Linked DNA regions of Sus scrofa: region 1 is linked to region 2. Evidence: chromatin contacts called from public Hi-C data. All regions are on one chromosome and are shown on one strand. The core of a region is the stretch at or near the end of the contact, and the rest is flanking DNA. Distances in the headings are between cores, read along the strand shown. Region 1 holds the start of OSGIN1 (oxidative stress-induced growth inhibitor 1). Region 2 holds the start of MBTPS1 (membrane-bound transcription factor site-1 protease).

Region 1 (5,717 bases), core at 890-3,389, 150 kb after region 2:
GTGGTTCTTGGTGACCAAGTCTAAAACATGAAGCCTGCTCCCTGGTTCCTGTCTTTGCGCCGTTAATTTTCCTCTCTAGCGTGTGGCAATGCGCACCGCGCCTGGTGCCATTTCTTATTATTTTATTGTCGCTCTCTCCCTATACCAGGGTTCTGGGTGGCCGGGAAGTGTAGGTGTGTCTGCTTTAGTCCGTGTCTGCGACAGCGCTGGGCACATAGTAGGTCCTCAGGAAGGAAAGGAAAGGAGGGCGCTTGGTCGGTCCTCCGCCCCTAAACCTCCGTGCCTTTTAAGCTGTTACTTCAATATGGATGTGACTGTCCCTCCCAGGCTCCTCTCTTGCCTGGGGACTTACTTCCTGCCAGCCCTGCCTTGTGGCTGGTGGGGGCGGGGCGGGGCAGGGCGAGGCGGGGGCTGGGGGCAGTTGCTAGGAGCGGTCCCATCAGGGCCAGGACGAGGGTGAGGCCAGCGAGACATTCACCTTGTGTGCAAAACTTAAGGAGATGCCCAAAACACCGTGACCAAGAAAACAATATTTTGATGCAAATGAGAAAAAAAAAATGAATGGCAAAAATCCAAGATATAAGCATGTTACCATTTCAAAGGTGGGATCCATAACCATGCCACGCAGAGCTGGACTAGAGCCTGATGCAAAAAGAAAAATCAGAATACTGAAGCTGTCTTGATTTAAAACTTTGATATTTTGTTCATCCTGGATTTGGGGCATTTTGATTTTTAAAAACATTATATGAACACACTAAGGGCCTTGATTAGGGAGTGTTTTGCTGCCCCTTGCAGTTTGTGCCCGAGGTGATGTCTGTCTCCTAGTTCTGGCCCTGGTGGCCCCAGGGCACAAGGGCCCTGTCCCAGAATATGCACGGGAGGGCGGGGACCTGGCCTGACTGCAGGGCCCCTTGAGGAACAGGGGGTGGGGCCCTGGCCAAAGGTGGCTCTGAAGATGCGAGAGCTGCTGGGACCTGGAGTTGGGGGTGGGGGAGGCTGAAAGGCTGGTGACAAGGGTTTGGGGGCAGTATGAGGAGCTAGGGTGAGGAGGGAGACCCTGGGGCACCCAGCCCCACCAATCAGGTGACTGGTCCAGACTGGGCTTCGCCCAGCGTGGCATAGTGAGCAAGGGCTGCTTTGGGGGCTGGATAGGCTTGGGCGAGTCACTGCCCTCCCAGGGCCTCCCTTAACCCAGGAGAGACAGCACTCATAGCACTTTCCTCCTGAGGTCCTAGGCAGCCCTATGACTGTTTCACAACATGCAGGTGCCAGCAGGAAGCCTATTGCTGGGGGCGGGGGGGCTCAGCTCCCTGGCTGGCTTCAAGCTGTGCTGCAGGTGTGCTGTGTGACCTTGGGCCGTTGGCATACCTCTCTGGGCCTCTGGGCCAGTCACAGCCTTATTACCAAAGCTTCCTGACGCTCTGAGGTGCACCCTGCGACAGACCAGGACCTAGCCGGGGGTTTGCACATACACACCCGGAGCAGCTGGGGAGCGTGGCTGCCCGGGGATGTCTCTCTGGCGCAGGTGTAGCTTTCCCAGCTGCGCCCCCCACCCCGACTGTCTCCACTTCCTGGTTGTGGGGTGGGGGGAGTTTGCAAACTGAGGCACAGACACTCTAGGAGCTCATGGAGCGGGGCGAGGCTGAGGCTCAGAGTGGGAGGAAGAGCCTGGAAGGAGATGGGCTTCAGGGACCCTCATTTCTGAAGCGGGCCGGTCCTTCTTCCCACCCTGCGCCACCGCCCCCATCGGCCCTGACCCCTTTTCTCGATTTGGAAAAGTTGCTGATACGGGAGAATCGTGGGCGAGATATGGACTTTCTTCCCCCTCGCTTGTTTACCTGACAGCTGATTATCAGAAATAAAATGTGTTGAGTGGCTTCCAGAAAGCTCGACTGAGACAGAGACCGATAATGTCACAGGCAGACCCAGGGGTTAAGGTTAGAGGCGCCACAGGGAGACAAGGAGCGAGATGGGTCTTTGCAGGTAATTCTGGGGGACCGGCTCTCGTGGGCTCCACCAGGTACCTTGACTCCTCTAGACCTGGCCTGTCTCCTTCTCTGCCATGACTTCACATAGCTGTTCAGCCCCTGAAGTGTGAGCCTGAAAGTAGGGTTGCAGGTGCAGGAAAAAAAAAAAAAAAAAAAAAGGCACCCGGTAACTTTGAATTTCAGGTAATCAAGGAATAAACTTTGAGTGTGTCCCACCCAATATCTGGGATATACTTCTGCAAAAAAAAAAAAAATTATTTGCATTGTTTATCTGAAATTCAAAGTCACCTGGGCAGCCCATATTTTATTTGGCAAATCTAGCTGTAAGTGCAAAATGTACATCAGCTCTCAAACGGTTATGAAGACCAAAAACACGCCCCAAATAAAAGGTAAAATGGCTCAATAAATCTGATATGGATCCCACATTGAGATGAAAATCATGAACATATTTTGGACATCCTGGATTAAGCGAGACACATGATTAAAATTACCTTGCCCACCGCTTTGTTTAATGAGGTTATTGGAAAAGTCACAGTTACACAAGCAGTGGTCGCTGGGCTTTGGTGGGATGCTGGCACCTGCTGCTTGTGCAAACTGGAACATTCCTGGGTTTAGCATCGAAAGCCCCGCCAGGTTCCAGGAACCCTTTACTCCTGGGGAAACCAGGAAGGCTGGTCACCCAGGGGCACTGCAAGCTCCTAAGAGCCATCCTTCTGAGGCTCAGTTTTCCCTCCTGGGCACTGTACTGCCCATGTGTGGCTGGCAAGGTGGTAACAGCTGGTCCTGACAGCAGCCCATGCTTGGTGTACAGCCCCCGCCCCTAGGGGTCTCAAACCTCTCCAGGTGCTCAGGAGCTGGGGAACCAGTGGAGGGGAGGCAGGAGTAGCCTCAGGGCGCTTCCCTGGGGGTCCCGGCATTGAGACAGATCGCCCTGCCCCATATGAAACCTCCCTCCCTCCCTCAGAAATCCCAGGACTGACCACAGGGGCAGCTCGAAGTCCCTCCTCATCCCTCTCCTCTGTGGCGGCCCCCACGGCTCTGCCATGTGCTGGGCACCTCCAGGTGCTGGGCACTGTGGACAGAAGTTTCTTTACATGAAGCTGGCGCTCTGAGATGCCAATCTTGGGCCTGAGGTCACACAGCATGGGTGTCAGGACTGGGGCTTGAACTGGGGCTGCGACCACAGAGCCTGGGTGCCTCTGGGAGAAAGGCTGACAGCCAAGGAAAGGAGAGTGCCTACTTCCTGTCTCGGCCCAAAGGTGCAGGCACGGAGTTCTCCTGAAGACCCCGCCTAGCTCCACAGCTGCCCCCTTTAAAAGGTGCCCGCATTGCATGGCGTTTTGGGGATCCATGCACTGGACCTGTTAAGCATCCGGTGAGCAAGGCGTGGTGTTCTTATCCTCCCATTCCACAGGCAGGGAAACTGAGGCCCTGAGAATGTGAGAAGTGGCCCCGAGTCCCTGCAGGTGGCAGAGCTGAGGCCGGGACTGGGTTCTGCCTGGTGCCCTGGCAGGACAAGAGCGGGCCTGTCCAGCGCGTGACAGGAGAACTAATATTTGCCCTCCCCGTTTACAGAGCCCCGTCACCCCCCCTTATCTCACCCATTCACTCCCCCAACCCACAGAGGTGGGCAAATATTTTCAATAAGTTCAGTTTACAGATGAAGAAACCCAGAGAGACTTGCCCAAGGCCACTGGGCAATGAAGTCGGGGGTGGGGGACATTCAGACTTCACTCTGTGTGGTGCCAGAGCCAGCTGCCAGGGGTCAGCGCAGGTTCATGCCCAGGTAGTGAGCATAGACCCCCCCTGGGGGGGGGGAACGTGTCCAAGTTGGGGGAGCCTGTGCTCCCCCCCCAACCCCCACACGGAGGGAACGGGGCTCTCCTGCCCCAGGGAGGAGCATCTGCCCGGGGCTGAGCCTGGGGTCTCCAGACACAGTCTCTGCTTCCCTCCTCTTCTTTTCCTTAAGAGCCAGGGGGAACGTTCTGGCAGGAGAATGAATGTGTCTGCGCAACAGTGAGGGTGTGAAAGGCCTCCACTTTCAAGTCAGACCAATCAGGATTCTGGCTCCATCCCTCTCAGCTGTGTGACTTTGGGCGAGTGACTTAACCTCTCTGAACTTCTGTTTCCTCGTCTGGGAGCTGTGGATTATAGGCAGAGCAGTGCTTCTCATCCCAGCTGTACCTCAGAATCCTTTCCAGGCTGGCAGGTGGATTTAAAGAGACACTAAGCCAGGCTCCCGTCCCAGAGATTCTGATGTCACGGGGCTGGGATGTGGCCGGACAGGGGAAGTACCGCCGTGGTCCCCAAGTGCAGGAGGAGTTGGGAGCCTCTGTTCCTGCAGCTGCTGGGGGATGAGCTGAGGCACAGCCTAGGGAGTGCTTGGCTTATGGAGGTGCCCAATACACTGGACTCCCTTCCACCCTGGCGGCCCATCTTCTGGTAAATCACAACCGTGATGCTTTGCAGGAATAGCCTTTGTGAGGTTTAAAAGAGTCAGGTCACCAGGACAGCAGGGGCCAGCTGGTGACCCTGGTGGGACCTCCACCAACTGGCTGGACCGAAACGTCACCTTGCTCATTTACTCAGGTCCCCCAACGTGGTTCTCCTGACTTTGACCTTGAACTCCTTGGTCAAATGGGAGGCCCTGACCTTGACCTCCGCGGCTTTTCATCTTATTCTCCTTATGCACGGCCATCCTCTGGGCCAGAATGCCAATCCTACGGGAAAACCCTTAAGTGACAAATGGCCACAAAAGACAAGGAGACACCCACCAAGAAGTGACAGTCGCAGTAAAAGCTAAGCACCTTCGGGAGTTCCCGGGTAGTCTAGGGGGTTGGGAGTTCCCTGGTGGTCTAGTGGTTACGATTCGGTGCTTTCATCACTGAGGCCCAGGTGCAATCCCTGTTCTGGGAAACTGAGATCCCACATCAAGCCACTGCATGCCACAGCCCCAAACAAAAAGCAAACCAAACAAACAACTAAGCAACTTCTGTTCTGGCCACTGAGTCCAGTCCAGTCAACGGGGCCAATGCACACACAACGAACACAGTGCAGGCTTTAGAAATGGCAGGTACAGAGCTGGGAAGCAACCTGGAAACCCTTTATGATAGAAGCAAGGGACGCAGACAATGAAATTGTGGGCCTGTGGGCAGGAGCTGGAAAAGAATCAGAAGAAAGAGAGGAAGCTGGAATGTTTGCCGGAGCCAAGGAATCATAGATGGATTTCTAAAATTCGTATTTTCATTATCTTTGTGTCATCAATAACAACATTCATGAGAGAATTTGAGACAGGAAATATCTGTTTCACTCTGTTTATTGATGTGCGCCTAACACAGGGCGTAGGACACAGCACTAGCTCAATAAACACTGACTGAATGACTGAATGAATCTTGCTGCTTTCAGACGTTCCCGGTGGACTCTTAAAAGATTTTGAGCATAAATGACCTCTCGATGCTTTGTAAAAATGTGCATATCATTTGGCATGCCTTCTGTATATTTAAATCTTTGATGACAACTTTGAAGCGGTCAAGGTTAAAGCCAGAGCCCTGTGGAATACCATTAGAGACCCTTCCACCCGTGGCCACGGCTGTGTCATTGGCAGAGTGGGGAGTGGATAGGGTCCTGTCTGTGGCATCAGCGACTCTGGCTTGTGTCTCTGGAACTTCCTAGCTGTGCATCCTTGGGCAAGTTGCTTCACTCCTCTGAGCTTCCATCTCCTTGTTTAGA
Region 2 (5,892 bases), core at 1,065-3,564:
AAAGCAGATGCTTTGCTTCTTTTGAAAGAGGCTTTGCTCCATGTGTTTGCAAATTGAATGTTTGGAAAGAGACTTTTCCCGTTAGAAACAATTATTTTAACATTACAAAAAATTTAATCTAGGAACACCTGTGATGGTAATTCATTAAAAGCTGGTAATTCACTAAGAAAATTGTGCATAATCGCCTCCTAAGTCTTTTAAAACTACACAGTTGGTTTCTTGCTCTCGTTCTCCTGGTGGGTTGCACAGGCGGAAGGCTGATTTTGATCACCGACGTTGCCACGTGGAGATCACTGGGGGATTTGCCGTGATCCATTTTCATCCAGCAGTAGAGATAAAAATTAGTGGGTTCGAGAAAGCGGGGGAAAGGAGTTCCCATTATGGCTCAGCAGTAACAAACCCACTAGTATCCATGAGGACAGGGGTTCGATCCCTGGCTCTGCTCATTGGATTAAGGATCTGGCATCTCTGTGGCCCTGGCATAGGCTGACAGCTGCAGCTCCAATTCAACCCTTAGCTTGGGTACTTCCATTTGCCCTGGGTGTGCCGCCCCCCACCCCCCCCCAAAAAAAAAGAAGGATTGGGGGAAAAAAGGGAGACAGGTAGAGACAGCTTTTTGGGGGGAGTCTTGTTCTGTTTTAACCTCAGTTATTTAAAATCTTGTCTCATTTGGGAACCAGAGTGTTAAGTGGTATCCTCGGTCTTGACACGTGTGCCCTCCGAAACCGGCTCTGGCTTGGGCTGTTACTCTTTAAACTAGCGTTCAGTTTGAATAAAGATTTACATTCCTGTGGAGTTTTGAATGCTTTTTTATACACGTGAAGTGTGAGCTTAGGAAGTTACTAGAACCCAGTGGAAAACCAGTAGACCAGGATCCTGGGGCTCTCAGCCTTTCTTGGTAGATTTCCAGCTACCTCTCTGCCCTGCTCCAGCCCCCTGCAGTTTCCAGAGGTCTCAGGAGTTGGCAGCATTCAGTTCTTTCCTGCTTTGGACTTCGCTATCACTGGATAAGGATGTTTGCAATTCACTAGGCTTCCTCTGCTCCTGACAGTTGGGCTGTGTGTTTAATGGCCCAGTGACTTCAAGGGCTTATAAAAGAACCCTCACCAAGACCAACTGACCCCAGATGAGAACACGGTTATGTTTAAGGTCTAGGACTTTATTTGGTGGCAGCAGGAAGTAACTTTGAGTATTTACAAATGCAAGAGAGTTCTCTGCAGCTTGGGAACATTGATGCAGTCTCGGAAGGGGGAGAACTTACCCTGATGTGGGTTGGTCTTGTATAAGCACCGCCATTTATTACATGTGTGTTTATCCAGCTCTGTATGCATATGAGTCCTTTAACCCTCATCCTATGAGATAAGCATTACTATGTCTTTAATGAGTGAGGAAGGTGAGGTACAAAGAGCCAAGTTACAGCTTGCCTCGTCGGTGATTCTGTTATTTATCCCCGATATGAAATGAGTTTGGTTCAGTATGGTTAAAGGGAGATGCGGTGCTGTGGTTTCTTGTCACAGAAGGGTCATGCAGCATCATCACGGTGCAGGGAGAAGTTCAGACAAGCAACAGTTTTATCTCACTATAGAGCACATCCATTGCCATCAGCGTAACATGATAAAGCATTGCAATGTCATCAGCATTACAGGACAGGTTTTCAGTCCCCCACTTGTGCCCCCTGTGGACCACCTCAACTTTAGAAAACCGTGATCACTACTATCTCCATCACCCAAACATTTCGGGGGAGGCACACGTTTCTGAGCGTGTAACACATTCATCCTTGTTTCTTCAAGGCCCGCTTGGCGTCGATGGTCCAGGAGCGGGAGGGGTTAGGAGTGGAGCGGACGGAACTTGGGCCAGCGGGTCTCGCCAGTCAGAATGGGAGTCGGGGGAGGACTCGAATTCTCAAGCCCGGAGCAAGCTCTTCACCCGCCAGTGTCCCTGCTGCCGCGCGGGTAAAACGGGTAGAGGTTTGCAGAGGGCGCACCTCGCGACCCCGGCTCTCCATCCGGACATCTAAAGGCCCCGTGTACGAGCTTGCTGGCCGTTCCGCCAGGGCTGTCCTCCGTAGGCCCGGCGCAGCCGCTGTCGCGGCCCATGCAGATGCCCTGAGCGCTTATCCTAAAGGCCAGCGCATCCCACACGGAACGCTTCCGACTAGGGCCCTGCCGGCCGATCACGCCCCTGCGCCTCCCGCTCCCTCTCCCGCTGCGGGCCGCAAATGTCGCGAGATCTTCGCTCGTCCTCCCGGCCGGAGCCCCGCGGCCCTCCGCGTCCTGAGCGCGCACGCAGGGCACGCACGGCCGGCAGAGCCCGCGCTCCGGGCCGTCCGTCTCCCCGCCCCGATCGCGCAGTCTCGCGAGCGTTGGGAGTAAACAGCCCCGAATGGAGACTCGAGGCGTGTTCACCGCGGAGGCGCCGTTATCTCGGGCCCGACGGACCCGAGCCTGAGGCGGCCGCAGGTACGTCAGGCGGCTCGCTCTCCGGAGCCGCCGCTCCTCCCGACCCACGGGGCCGCCGGCGCGCTCCGGCGTGCACGCCGCGCTGGAGGCCCGGGGGCCGGGGTCTACGCGGGCGGGGGCGGCGGGCGGCGGCGGGGCCTCCTGCGGCCCTGGAGCCTCCGGGCGCGGACAGGGAGGCGGTACGGGGCGGTGCGGGGCGGAGTGAGGCCGGGCGGCGGAACGCGCCGGGGCACCGCGTGCAAGCCCGCAGGAGCCGCGCGGTCCCCGCCGCTGGCCCCGGCCGGTGTCCCCGCCTGGCCCCTCCGTGTTCGCCCTGGTGGCTTGCTCCGTCTCACCATTTTCTTCATCTGAAATGAGCTTTGCCAGAGTGAAACCGTGTGCCTGGCTCTGGCCCTCAGCCCCCGAACAGACGGCAGTTCTCGGTCTGTTCCCAGAGGGGAGCTGCTGGCCGGTCTCAAGTGGCCTGGGTTCTCTGCCCGGTCTCCGTCTGTACACCCTGCTCCACTGGTTTTCACAAACGCGAGGCAAGAAGCTCCAGAGCAAGTGGGGCCGGTGGGACTCTGGTTTACGCTCAGGAGCAGCACGCCGTTCACACCTGTAGAGTCTTCACATCCTGCCTTGCCCTGTCCTGAGTGTGCTGCCCGAGACGGTTATCCAGTCTGCATATTGTCATTAAGGTCTTTGCCCCTTGACGTTTTTTGCTGAGAGCCCCTGCGACTTTTGGCCTAGTCGCCTATTGAATTGAATTTGCAAATTACACTAAATATTTACAGTTACTTTAGACTCTGAAGGACACTTCCAAGTGAGAGAGAATGGTTTAACATCTCAGAGTTGAACTCTGACGTTTCCTATGGCCCTTTAGTCTTAAACGGTGCTGGCGAGGAGCGCTCACACTTCAGGGTCTGAGGTTGCCTAGGTGCACAAGGGAGGGGTGTGGCGAACAGTGGTTCTTCCCACCTTTTTAATCTGCGACACTCATTTTATATATATATATATATATATATATATTTCAATGTGAGAGCTTTGTTAAGGTCACATTTACAGAGCATGAAGTTCACCTGTTTTAAATGTGTTTAATCAGTATTTGGCTTTTGTTGTTCTAGTAAATTTGCAGAGTGGTGCAATCATGACAGCCCAGTTTTAGAACCTTTCAGTCATCCTCCAACGATCCCTGGTGCCCATTTGCCATCACTACCTATTTCTAATCCCAGCTCTAAGCAACCACCGCTCTACCTTCCGTTTCCTTATTTGTCTTTTCTGAATGTTTCGTATATTCAGGCAGAATCATGTGTGGCTGTTGTGTCTGGCTTCTTTTATTTCATATACTTTTTTTTCTTTCTTTTTTTTTTTTTTTTTTGCCTTTTTGCCGTTTTCTTGGGCCGCTCCCGCGGCATATGGAGGTTCCCAGGCTAGGGGTCGCATCAGAGCTGTAGCCACGGGCCTACGCCACAGCCACAGCAACACTGGATCTGAGCTGCGTCTGCGACCGTGTAGGTCACAGCTCATGGCAACGCCAGATCCTTAACCCACTGAGCAAGGCCAGGGATCGAACCTACAACCTCATGGTTCCTAGTCGGATTTGTTAACCAGAGCCACGACGGGAACTCCTCATATACTGTTTTCAAAGTTCGTGTATTAATACTTCATCCCTTTTTTTAAATTGAAGTATACTTAATTTACGTTGTGTTTCAGGTATACAGCGAAGTGATTCAGGTATACACGTGCATATGTGTTTTTTTTTCAGATTCTTTTCCATTACAGGTTATTCCAAGATACCGAATGTAGCTCCTTGTGCTGTACAGTAGGACCTTGGTTATCTCTTTTATACGTAGTAGTGTGTATTTGTTAACCCCAAACTCCTAATTTATACCTTTTTCCAATACTTTTTTCCTTTTTATGGCCCGGTAACCTGGTGTAGGGATGTAATACATTTTGATTATCCATCATGCACTGCACTTTTTGGAAATAAAATTTTGTGTTCCCAGGCCCGATGCTGTTGACCTCTTTGTTGGAAGTGGTGGTGGCGTCAGCAGCCAGCCGGGACTTGTGACTGTAAGGTGTATCCATTGCACTCCCCGGGTATCCCTTATCATCGAGAGTTGCTTGTGTTTATGAAAGAGAAGTTCTAGTTTAGTACTTGGAGAGCCTTCGGCGCATCCAGCGGGCTCCAGCAGGTTCTCTTGGAGGAGTCAAGAGCTTTTCAGCACATCCTTTCCGTCGGCATGTTCTTTGATCGCATTTTCTATCAGCCTGATGGGAGATCGTTTTTGTCTCGCCCGCTGCCGCTGTCCTTTCTGTGGCAGTCACAATAAGTGCCACAGGTAATTAGATGCTGCGGGCCTGGGCAAACTGCACGTGGCTCCTAGTGTAGTGCTGTAAGTGGGATTGGGGTGGGCATTTGCATCTGCCTCTTTACCCCAGGAGAGAGTGAAGATACGGGGTATATTTAATGGGGAAAACTTGGTAACTCCAGCCCTTGGTGACTTGGAGTATTAAGAACAGGGGCCTAAACCTTGGTCTCCGTGTCTGGCGTGAGGCAGGTTAGAGGGGGTTGTGAAAGAGACCGAAGCGGACTTCCTCCTCCCCGCGGCCTAATCAGGTTTGACATGCTGCAGACATCTGTTAACTAGGTTTATTCATCTTAACAGTGCCTGTGTGCTTAGCAAAACGAGTGTAAAGTGAGGGAAGAACCAGCCTCATACGTGGCTGGCCAGTCAGTACTGGATGGCGAAGGGTAAAGAGAACGAGACTGGAGCAGTGTCTGTGAAAAGCAGAGGCAGGAGAAAACAGTGTAAAGTCTCTTGACTCTTGGTGCTGAATTTCTTGTGTTTTTTTCCCCTGCAAAACCTACTACTCGGAGTTCCCACTCTGGCACAATGAGATTGGTGGCATCTCCATAGCGCTAGGATGCAGTTTGGATCCAGCCTGGCACAGTGGCTAAAAGGGTCTGGTGTTGCCGCAGCTGCGGCGTACGTCAAAACTGTGGCTCAGATCTGATCCCTGGCCACAGGAACTCCATATGCCGCAGGGGTGGCCAAGACAAAAGAAAAACAAACAAAAAAAAATGTGCTGATGGACAGAATGTGCCAGAATGAAGGGTTCAGTCAGGCTTAAGATACACCTTTATTTTAAGATAGTGTGGTCTGGCAGCTCTTGAATGTTAGCCTATTAAACAGTGGTAATACAGCCAAGTATGCAGTTAGTTACGAAAGTGGTACTTCTGCAGCCAAATTTTAATTGAATTGAATGGTGTCCTTTCGTGGCCTCAACACAATTCGTTCTTTTCTGGATCTGTTTGAGTAGAGGGTTGTTAAGGCACATCTGTGTAATTAGATGACCATCAGGTGATGCAAGTCGTTTCCTCTCACCTGAGTCATGTTCTTTAATTATTTGCAAAGGGCAGTTCCCGTTGTTGCGCAGTGGTTAACGAATC

The links. A called contact is a pair of places that touch in the nucleus more often than the background predicts.
Region 1: a Hi-C map of liver shows a contact between it and region 2, with 9 times the contacts expected there. The contact joins the promoter of OSGIN1 here to the promoter of MBTPS1 in region 2. A contact is called at or near these places in 2 of 5 promoter capture datasets (fetal skeletal muscle and liver), 4 of 47 Hi-C or Micro-C datasets (epiblast stem cells, liver and skeletal muscle) and 2 of 2 datasets of contacts at active chromatin or transcription factors (alveolar macrophages and skeletal muscle).

Annotation. Positions count from the first base shown.
Region 1 is chr6:4,653,974-4,659,690 of Sscrofa11.1, forward strand. It overlaps OSGIN1 (oxidative stress-induced growth inhibitor 1), which reads right to left and starts at 2,140. Exons shown (of 6, transcript XM_021093739.1): 1 at 1-2,140. It overlaps LOC110260905 (a long non-coding RNA gene), which reads left to right and starts at 2,222. Exons shown (of 2, transcript XR_002344480.1): 1 at 2,222-5,717.
Region 2 is chr6:4,501,216-4,507,107 of Sscrofa11.1, forward strand. It overlaps MBTPS1 (membrane-bound transcription factor site-1 protease), which reads left to right and starts at 2,315. Exons shown (of 23, transcript XM_005664321.3): 1 at 2,315-2,459. It overlaps HSDL1 (inactive hydroxysteroid dehydrogenase-like protein 1), which reads left to right. Exons shown (of 6, transcript XM_005664320.3): 6 at 1-30.